Linked DNA regions of Xenopus tropicalis: region 1 is linked to region 2. The links are chromatin contacts, called in public Hi-C maps. All regions are on one chromosome and are shown on one strand. Each heading gives the region's core, a stretch centred on a gene start, on an enhancer-like site or on the middle of the called end of the contact. The rest is flanking DNA. Distances are from core to core; before and after follow the strand shown.

Region 1 (5,167 bases), core at 1,428-3,927, 56 kb after region 2:
TTTAACCTTTAAAAGCCCTTCATTCCTCTGCATTTCTGCTCTTGTCTCCATATGTTCCTGGCCAATTCCTCCACTCCTCTCAGAGCAACTGTTTGGTCGCGCCCCCCACTACTACTGCTGCCATTTCCCACCTTAAAACATTTCTGCCTTGCTGCTCCTTATATTTGGAATGCCATCCCTGAATTTCTCTAGAGAACCTTCCCTCAGCCTTTTCAGAACTAAGTTCAAAGACTACCACAGCATCTGATGTGGATACTAGTACATATATAGCAGCGTCACCCACTGTAACCTGCAGCACTCTTATCCTTTTTATTTGTGTCTGTAATTTACCCTCCCATTTAGACTAATCTCTACAAGGCAGGAATCTCTCTCCTCATGTCTGATTCTTAACTTATCACAAAACTTTGTATCTACTTTTATTTATTTTCACACTTTGTATTTAACTATTAATTTGATGACCCACTGCTTTGTTTTATTTATTGTTCTGTTGTACAGTGCTACATAAACTAGAGCAGTGGTTCTCAATCTTCCCAACGTCGCGACCCTTTAAAGGAACAGTAACACCAAAAAATGAAAGTGTATAAAAATAATTATGATATTATGTACTGTTGCCCTATGCTGGTACAGCTGGTGTTTTTGCCTCAGAAAGACTACTATAGTTTATATAAACAAAGCTGCTGTGTAGTCATGGGGGCAGCCATTCAAAGGAGAAAAGGCACAGGCACATAGCAGATAACAGATAAAGACCCATTATATTCTACAGAGCTTATCTGTTATCTGCTATGTAACCTGTGCCTTTTCTCCTTTTTTCCAGGTTGAATGGCTGCCCCCATGGCTACACAGTAGCTTATTTATATAAGCTATAGTACTGTTACTTTAGCAAATACACAACTTTACCTGTGCAGGGTAACAGTACATTATATTTTAAATACACTTTCATTTTTGGTGTTACTGTTCCTTTAATACAGTTCCTCATGTTGTGGTGACACCCAACCATAAAATTATTCCTAAGACCATCGGAGATTTGTGTTTTCCGATGGTCTTAATCAACCCCTGTGAAAGGGTCGAAAGGTTGAGAACCACTGAACTAAAGCTTTAGAAAAAATATACATTCAAATCCTCTTTTAGGCCAATTGTAGGCACTTTGTTAAACTCAGTGAAAGATAGTACAGGTATGGGACCCATTATCCAGAATGCTCGGGACCTGGAGTTTTCTGGATAAGGGGTCTTTCTGTAATTTGGATCTCCTACCTTAAGGCTGCTAAAAAAATTTATTTAAACTGTAATTAAACCCAATAGGATTGCTTTGGCTCAAATAAGAGGTAATTACATCTTAGTTGGGATCAAGTACAAGGTACTGTTTTATTACATGGAAAAAGGAGATCATTTTTACAAATTTAAATTATTTGCTTATAATGGAGTCTATGGGAGAGGGCCTTTCCATAATTTGGAGCTTTCTGGATAATGGGTTTCCGGATAAGGGGTCCAATACCTGTACAGGTAGATTTAGGTGTTCTTCAGATGAAAACCTCCCATATGCATCACATAAACCCAAAAATAGGAAAATGTTTCCAGGTTCAAGTCAGACAATTGCATGTTGCAGCTACATATTGATTTGTCTCCATATCCCACATAGGCCTAAAATAAGTTAACCCACCATTTTAGGAGAGCGGGCAAGCCCCAAACAATCAGATCTGGCCTTGTGCCCCTGCATTGGGCAGGGACTGATGTTAACAATGTTTTTATTATTGAAATGCCCTGTGGAATATGTTGACACTAAGAGGAGGGAAGGGAGAAGAGGCTTTGTGAAGTGTTCCAGAAAAACTAGTATTTGCACATGTTACATTTTACAGTACTGCCATAATGCAGGGGATTATAAACTGTCCCCAGATAATATACTGGCTTCAAAAATATCTTTCTACAAATTCAGGTCTGATGGTGATCGTCAAATATATGGAAGTGCGAAAAGGATACCAAGTTAACTTTCAGGATCCTTTATGAACGATGGGTGATTACATATTGCCATTCATAAGCACAGTAAACAAACATGAACAGCGGGTTCACCTTGCGTTCGCCCACATGAGCACTTCGCATTTACTCGCGTACTTGGAGGAAATTCAAGCGTATTTAGTTCGGCAATCACTTTTTTTTTTTAACATGTTTTATATCTACGTGATCCAATACATTTGCGTCCGCTGCGATCAATATCGATCTGCGTCACAAGAATCAATGGGGGGAACTGCTCTGCCCCGTCCACAATGGGCACATCTGTTACTTAATAACACTGCGGCGCCACAATACGATGCTCTCCAACTGCTTTAAACATGGCGCTCGAAAACTGTAGTTGGGGGTACAGCCAGAGAGCTGCACGGTAAGAGCCCCAACATTAACGCCGCTTCCTAAAACACGTCTGTAAGTGGGGCCTAACTAAGCGGAAACAGCGAAAGCCCCCTATATTTCGCATACACGTAACTATATTTAACTATAAACAAGAGGGTCCGCATATAGAAACAAACCAACACTGAAAACACATTTCCGGAATGCAACCGTATGAATAATAATCGTAACGCCATTTGTAGTTTCAGATACTTACCGGTAGACGCCATTTTGTGTGCCTTCAACCGCCGCAGCGCCTGTGTGGTAGAACACGCGCTGCGCCTGCGCAGTACTCTACGTGTGGACCAAACCACTTGCGCTTAAGAAGAGGGGAGGTAAGATTTTTGATCCACACACAGCAATCAGGCTTAAAATGTCGCATGTAATTAAAACATAAAAAGAGGCTTGCATTAAGAGTCAGCGCGAGCTGGAAACTCAAAATGCAAATAGTCTGTTGTTAGCGCTTCCATCAGGTAGAATGGATGGTTTATTCCATGTGAAATAGTGGGCTGTGATACGTTACGGAGCCTATGGGTAGGGGAAAAGTAAAATGGCTGATGTTAGGGGTAGGTGTGGTAATACCTGTAAAACAATGACATATTGGTGGTAGTCACTGCTTTACAAGGTATTTGTTTACAGTAGCTGTCTACCTATATCTCTAAATATGCAAAGGTTGTAGCTGCAATAAATTATGTATACTGACTAGAATGAACGAGTTTCCAGTCTGGCCTTTGAAAATGGTCATTAGTAGTGGTATTACTCTTGATATAGCGCTGACATATTCCTGAGGTTATATATATGTCTGTTCTAGGGTTGCCACATGGTTGGTAAAATGTATGCTTCATACCAATATTAATAATAGGGAAAGAAAATAAAAATATAGTAAGGCAAGTATTTTTTTCCAGAAAACATGACAACCTTTCAGAGGAGCTTACATCTAAGGTCCTGACAGCTTTCAGTGTTGAAAATAATATAGATTATTTAATTGATGTCACCTGGTGGACAGGGTGGGCTGGACTGTAGTGTCTGCTGCACAGAAATTCCTCTCCCCAGCCACTTAAATACTGGAAAATGAGTGCATTTGCCACAGCCAGTGGGCACACATGTGCATGAGAGGGCAGTGAGGGGGAGCAGGGTTGTGCTAGGCTCCTCTATAGTTTTTTTGCAGGGGGACTTCGCAACTGCTTGATAATTCACTGCTTCATTTTATGTATAAATGTTAAGCATTAAGTAAAACAATAGATTATGCTGAACGTACTGTATTGTTTTATATAATAAATACTTATGGTTTTTGTTATTTCTTGCACAGAATAGGACAAAGCCTGAAAGTAGTTTCACTTTCCAAATTCCTGTGGTTATTTCAAACAAGCATGGGAGGAGGAGCTGGTTAATAACCACTAGAAGGGTAAGCTCCCTGTATAATGCAGACATGTCAAACCATCTAGATTTTACAGAATTCACTCATATTTACAGTACTGGGAGAGGCGAAGAAAGGGCCTTGATTTGGCCAACTTTCGCAGTAGGCTATCACTGATAATAAACTTTTTAAACCTGGCATTGGGAGAATGCCCATTCTGTGCGAGCATGCATTTTGGCACTGAAATCTGCTCCATGTGGATGCACATGGGCTGATGTAGTGACACCAGTACATCTCAAGAATATATCCATTTTGAGAAAACACATATATTTGAATTAAGCTTCAAACATCATAATCATAATATTTATTTTTTACACCTTGTTTGTTCCTTTTCTAGTTTCTCACATGGTACAGCCCAGCAAATGCAAAGGCAGAACTAAACATGCTTTCTCTTTAACCATTGCTGCGCATAAATCCTAATTTGGCTTCTGACCTGGGAACAATATATGAGTATTTTTGTTTCTTTGTGGATTTCCTTTGGGTACTTCAGTTTCATCCCTCTAAAAACATAGAGACAGGTTAATTGGCTCCTGATTAATTTGACTATTGTTAAAATGTAATAGGGTTCTTATATTGTAATGGTCCAATGATAAGTAAATAAGTTGGTGCATGATGGGTTAAACCTCAATAACCCAAAATTTTATACTAGAATCAAGAGTCTATATTTTACTTTTGCATCTCTAAGATAAAGCATTGCACTTAGGTTAATACTGTATAATGGTATTATTTGCACACACCTGGTTAATTTATTAAAATTACAGCCGTGGTTTTTCAGATAGGGAGGCCTGTGTATTTAGTACGATGAGTATGTGAAGCCCTGGAAGAAAGCTGTTTTAAAGGGACACTATACAGATCAACCCATTTCCTGTCCAGCATGCTTTTCATTTATAGACATATGATAAAAAATGTTTCATGCAATTTCATATAATTGTTTCATGATCAACTTGCTCTTAGTACCAAAAAACACAAGGAACTGTGTTAGTTTAAGAAGATTTAAAAAATTATCTGAATTATGTTTTTAGTTTAGATATCCATAAAAACCCATACAATTGTTGAATTTGGCAGCCCTACCATAGTTGAAAATAATATTAGCACAATGTAGGTTTTAAATGTCTTGAAAATTACATTGTAGAGAATATTCTACCTGGGTACGCTTGAGAGTGAACAGAAATGTTGGCCCAGGGGAATATATATAATCATAGAGACTGAGTGTTCCTTCTAAACAAAGTTAATTGTCGTGTTTCATTTCACAACTTTTTTTTAGCTTTGCTAGTATTTTAAAGAGCTATATTTAATATAATTGATGAACAACATGGTCTTAGTATAGGTCTGTTGTTCACTGCAGTATTTGGTCCATAATAAAAGCTAAAAGAA
Region 2 (5,620 bases), core at 2,797-5,296:
GCCACCACCATCACTGCCAAAGCTGATGCAGTGTGCCATGCCCGACAGTCCCCCACACTAGCAACAAACCAAAGTGGCTGCCAGTGGCAGAACTAGTAGTTATTCCATCTTTTGCAAACATGTATCAAACTGCGCTTCAACATTTCTACAGTGTGGGAAGGCAAACATGGTCTGTGGTGTGCGTTTTCCTAAAAGCACAATTTTCACCATCAGAAACACCCCCTAGCATGGGGGAGGCAGAACAAAATATTTTGTGCTTGGCAAAGGGCGCTATCATTTTAGTTTTAAACTGTCCTTAGAACTATTTGGGAATCTAGTCAGCCTGCTTAGCTGTATGCACAAGCACTCTTGCATTCGGTTATTAACTGCCTATACAGTGAGGCTTTTCCGCATGTCCATCACTTTTTCAGACAGGTCACTGTGCAGAGATTAGTAAAGTCATATTTTCTGATCTACTTCTGCAGTGTAATATAACATCAAATATACTTCAAACCTTCATGACCTTAAAGACCCCACAATAAGATAAAGGCTTTGAAAGCAGCTTGCATTGGTCCCAGTAGTGATCTGCTTCTGCAGTGTAATATAGCATTAAAGATAATTTAAACCTTTATAACCTTCATCCCTTCATGACCACCCCACAATAAGATAAAGGCCATACGCAAGGTCACAAAGGACATTGCTTCTGAACCCTTCTGTTTGTGACTGCATATCACGGAGCCAGGTAACTCTCTGCAAGAGAGAAGGAACAGATTAGGCCATTCATGCTTTAGTTTTTATCTGAAAATCTTTACATTTCTAAGTACCTGTTTATTGACTTGGCTAAGTAGATGGCAAGCGTTTGTACACGTGGCACCCAGTAAATGCCAAGCAATGCAGTCAGACCGGTTTTCAGTGAAATATTTCACATACGGCATCAGAGGGCTTTCATGAGGTAATGTAATATTGCCTTGTTACCTTGACAGTGTCAGAAGAGAAAGGTACTTTATAGGAGATGTAAATAAATGTCAAATGAAAGAACTGTAATTCTCATCAATATTCTTATATTCATTCATTAAACATTGTCAGTTGTATATGTTATTGCTATTTAAATCTCTATTAGTCTGCCCCTTTCTGTATTGCTGCTTTTGGCTCTTGATACGATGAGACAGAATCAGTGCTTCCCCACTCAAGACCTACAGTGCTATGCATGCCTCTTCACAGGGTTGTTAATCAGTTGGCTTCTGCTACATTGTGTGTATAGTCAGAAACAGCAGTGCAGAGAATGGCAAGGGACACAAATATTCTCCTTTCAATAGCAATTACATTCACAAATAACATTTAAACCGACATTAACACACATGAAGGAGAACTTGACTTCTACATTGTTTGAAACAGATGGGATAAACAGAAAGGGATAAACAGATACTGCACATGCAAACTTATAAGCCATTAAAAATGTTTATTAAATATTAAATGAAAACATTTTTGGGTGTACATTCCCTTTAATAGTGATCAGATACTCCTAGCCACTTACAGTATAAATATGAATACCTTTAAACATATTTTTCTTTTAACGTTTGGGCTCTTTCCCCAGGAGTGGATGGATCCGCGATTCCGTGGCCTGAGGAACAGCAGAGCCTTCATCTTGGTTTTTGACATCTGCAGTCCTGAGAGTTTCCACCATGTGAAGCTACTGAGGCAACAAATCCTGGACAGGTCAGGTAGTTTTGTAACCCAGGGCTTTTCCCTAAATTGTCTGTTGCTCCAGCCACATTACTTCCTGGGAATTCAATGTATAGATTTTTTTTTGGCTAAAAAACATTTTTTTGATGGAAAAACAATACACTTTAAAGACAAGAAGCATTGAGTTTAGTTGGACATTGCTGAATGCATAGACAGGGAATAATGATAACTGTAGCCATACACGCAGATAAAATGGTTCAAAACTGATGGCCTGTGCATGTGGATATCACCTGGTTCAGAGAATGGCAGGTTTAAACATTTCATCTGCAGATGCACCATGTCGGCCAGTGCTTCGTCAGTTCCTGCTGTTCAGATTGTTCATGCACTTTGCACAAACGATCAGAACTATAGAAATCTGCCCATATCATTTTTTCTGCAAACTGATGGGATCCATGTTGGGTTTAAATATGGACAAACAATCCCTGTTTTGTTTAAAGGGGAGGGCACATCTTGGTAGCATAATGCAAAGAATGTCTTAATGTTCTATATGTATTGATAATGGGTGAGTGCAGTGAGTGGGTGAGTGTTTTTCTCTATAGGGGAGATGAAGGGGCCAGCTGTGCACAGGTTAGGAAGGCACTGGCATATATCATGATAAAGGCCAGAAATACTGTGGGACTGACACTTTATTATCTTCACAGCACAAACAAAAGCCCCTTAATAGTAGTAGTTGGCAATAAAAGAGATCAGCAGAAGCATCGCTTTGCCCCACGCCATGTACTGTCTGTGCTGGTGAAGAAGAGCTGGAAGTGTGGATACCTGGAGTGCTCTGCCCGAAGCAACTGGCACATTCTTCTTCTATTCAAGGAGCTTCTCATCAGTGCAACAACCAGGGGCAGAAGCACCAGCCCCAGCATCTGCCTCCAAGGGGCACTTCACCGGGAGCGGTGCAGCATCATGTGAGCAGGCCAAGCACTATTATCCAAGAAACATTGTACAATCATGCTCACACTGAAGGGCTCTCTCATAATTGTGTCAGTGTCATGAACATAGACACAGTTATACAGCATCAGGACTCACTCTCGAGTCTGTCACTGTCTCAATTGCTGCATCCGCCCATTCATAATTCTCCATTTTTTCTTAATGTCACCAAACATACATATAAGATGGCCAAAGCATCCATTTGGCTTCTCCATGTACTTCCAGGAACAGAACACACAACAGCAATGTCATTTCCAAGGTAGTTTATTCAGCAGCAAGAGACCACACATCTTCTAGACATTGACAAGTAGACATTCATTGTCACTCCCCATATATAAGCAGATATTTGTCTCTGTATTGTACATACACATCTGTGCATCTGACATTAGCAGACTCCAGCAGCTGCACAGGCTTACAAGGGAATATACAGAGCTCTCTGCCTCCCCAAATACCCTTCTATTGAGAAAGGATACAAATCATTTAGAGGTGCACTTACAATCTACAGTTGTGTTCTTTTTTTCATTATTTCTACCTATGAGAATATGATTTTGGTGAGTGTTTTTTTCGTTGAAGTTTACTTGTGATTTACTCAGGCATTTGGTGTTCTTGACATTTACAAAAATAGCTGAGGGGAGAATAGAAGCTTAGCAAGTATTATAGAAAGGCACTCAATGTAACACCCTCTTTAATGTATTTGTTTAGAATTCCAAGAAAATACTGCACATCTGTAAGAGAATATACCGACGGGGGGGGGGGGGTTGCAGTGGCATTGTGAAACTAATATAGAGAAAGGAAAGAAAGAAGTAAAAGAACAACATTAATACTGTTTCTTAAATACTGTATGCCCCAAATTCCCAAATCCTGCTTGTCATCAAAATGACTTGTCATCCATTAAGTCAACATACAATAAATTATTATCATTTATCACTACGCTGGTGTGTTATGGACAATTTTTAATATGTAATGTGGGTGAAGTGAATGCAATGGATACTAAGTGAAGGTTCTCAGCTGAGACTGTTTAATTCCCCTGCACAGGATCTAGATACAGGCTGAGTTATAGCTATCCATTCCCTCATGTCTCCCATGATAGGTTCCTAGAAATCTGACTGCCAACCTCCCTGTGCTGCCAGGAAGGATTCTGGGTAGATTGTTGCTTAATGTGAAAAGTTGTATTTTTCATCTCTCTAGGGACTTGTCTTTGCATGGCATTAGTCAAGGTGTAGGGATCATGGTACGCAGGGCTGTTTCAGGAGCTTAATGATCTATGGTAGACCAAGGGCAATGGTATGAGTACCTATTAGACAATGCAGTGTTAGTCTATGGAGACTATTTCTTTAGCACTGTTTGGTCTACTTAACAATAAGGCGTATCAAACATCCAAAACAGCCATGTGTACTGCAAACACAGCAGCTCTTATCTCTTATCTGCATTGTTGTGTCATAGGCGGGCTGTTTGGCTGATGGAGAATACTGAGACGGCTGCTTTCATTGTTGTCTGGAGCCATTAGCAAAGATTTTAGCACAGTGTTTTCTCTGCAGAAACTGTGGGTTGGGTTAAATATTTTACAAATAATTAGAATAGCATGACATAAAATATTCAATGAAAAAGAAAGAATAAAGTCCTTTCAAGCAAAAAAACAAATATATAGTATCAAGAGTCTACTACTCAGTCATACTGAATGGAAACACAGTAATTGTACTTAGTGGCAGATTTATTTAAGTGCGACTAAATCCCCCACTCTATTCATTCCTATGGGATTTTTAGAGGTGTATTGATGGGTCAAAGTTAGCATTCACCCATTGATAAATACACATCTAAAAATCCCATAGAAATAAATGGGGTAAAGTGGGGAAATTTTACTGTGCTGAGCTCTAATTTCACATTTTGATAAATCTGCCCCTGAGTGTCCCCAAGCAGGGTTTGCTGCCCACCATGCAAGATGCCATAGGATGCGGCATTCATTTTTCTAAAGTGACTGTGCATGGACATATATTATTAAATGGTTTGGCTGATTTAACTCAGTTTGGGCTTTCATGGCCATAGTGGGAGTTTTAGAGACCACCTTGCATCAGCAGATCTGTATAGATTATACATACAAGCATCTGGGCCAATGGATAAACAGACAGACCAGAGCTATTTGGCTATCCATGTAGATGGGCCATTAAGACAATATATCATTCATCACCTGCCAGTCTGTATGTTGTGTATTTAAATGCATTATGGTACAGACCTCCTGTTATATGACTGTATGTCTCCTGCTGCCTCCTATAACTATTTTTTCAATTCATCCTGTTTGTTCCATATATACAGTATAAGGATAGTTTTTTCTATTGCGCATGATCTATTTCTGTTTCTTTATGCTGCCTTCCTTAAAGGAACAGTAACACTAAAAAATGAAAGAGCTTTAAAGTAATAAAAATATAATGCACTGTTGCCCTGCACTGGTAAAACTGCTGTGTTTGCTACAGTAACTCTACTATAATTTATATAATAAGCTGCTGTGTAGCCACGGTGGCAGCCATTCAAGCTGGAAAAAAGGAGAAAAGGCACAGGTTACATAGCAGATAACAGATAAGCTTTGTAGAATACAATAGTGTTTTATCTGTTATCTGCTATGTGCCTGTGCCTTTTCTCCTTTGAATGGCTGCCTCCATGGCTACATAGCAGCTTATTTATATAAATTATAGTAGACTTTCTGAAGTAAACACACAACTTTTACCAGTGCAGGGCAGCAGCACATTATATTTTAGTTACGTTTATACACTTTCATTTTTTGGTGTTACTGTTCCTTTAATGATTCTTGAAAATACTGCATAGAACTGTTCCCTATGGTCCCTGTGTAAAACCTGCAGTATAATACAATACTATTGCAAAATATATATATATATAATCTCTAATGTTCCATACTAATAACATCTGCTGTTTGTTTGCTTTTCCACTGCTCCCTCCCTGCCCCTCAATCACTCCACCTATTGTT

What was found. A called contact is a pair of places that touch in the nucleus more often than the background predicts.
Region 1: a Hi-C map of neurula embryo shows a contact between it and region 2, with 1.9 times the contacts expected there. The contact joins the promoter of rhbdd3 here to the enhancer-like site in region 2. A contact is called at or near these places in 3 of 5 Hi-C or Micro-C datasets (brain, gastrula embryo and neurula embryo).

What each region holds. Positions count from the first base shown.
Region 1 is chr1:144,957,080-144,962,246 of UCB_Xtro_10.0, forward strand. It overlaps rhbdd3 (rhomboid domain containing 3), which reads left to right and starts at 2,678. Exons shown (of 7, transcript NM_001044516.1): 1 at 2,678-2,711; 2 at 3,686-3,781. ewsr1 (EWS RNA binding protein 1) reads right to left here and starts at 2,609. Exons shown (of 17, transcript NM_203978.1): 1 at 2,594-2,609. The coding sequence starts at 2,606.
Region 2 is chr1:144,899,430-144,905,049 of UCB_Xtro_10.0, forward strand. rasl10a (RAS like family 10 member A) reads left to right here. Exons shown (of 4, transcript NM_001005037.1): 3 at 1,574-1,695; 4 at 2,364-3,573. The coding sequence ends at 2,625. Among named protein-coding and RNA genes, the nearest start is that of rasl10a, 4.9 kb to the left of the region's middle. Within about 2 kb of position 4,047, at least 3 of the 11 cell types and tissues checked have an H3K27ac peak or open chromatin away from gene starts, as enhancers often do. A contact at or near this core is called in neurula embryo, where this site is marked.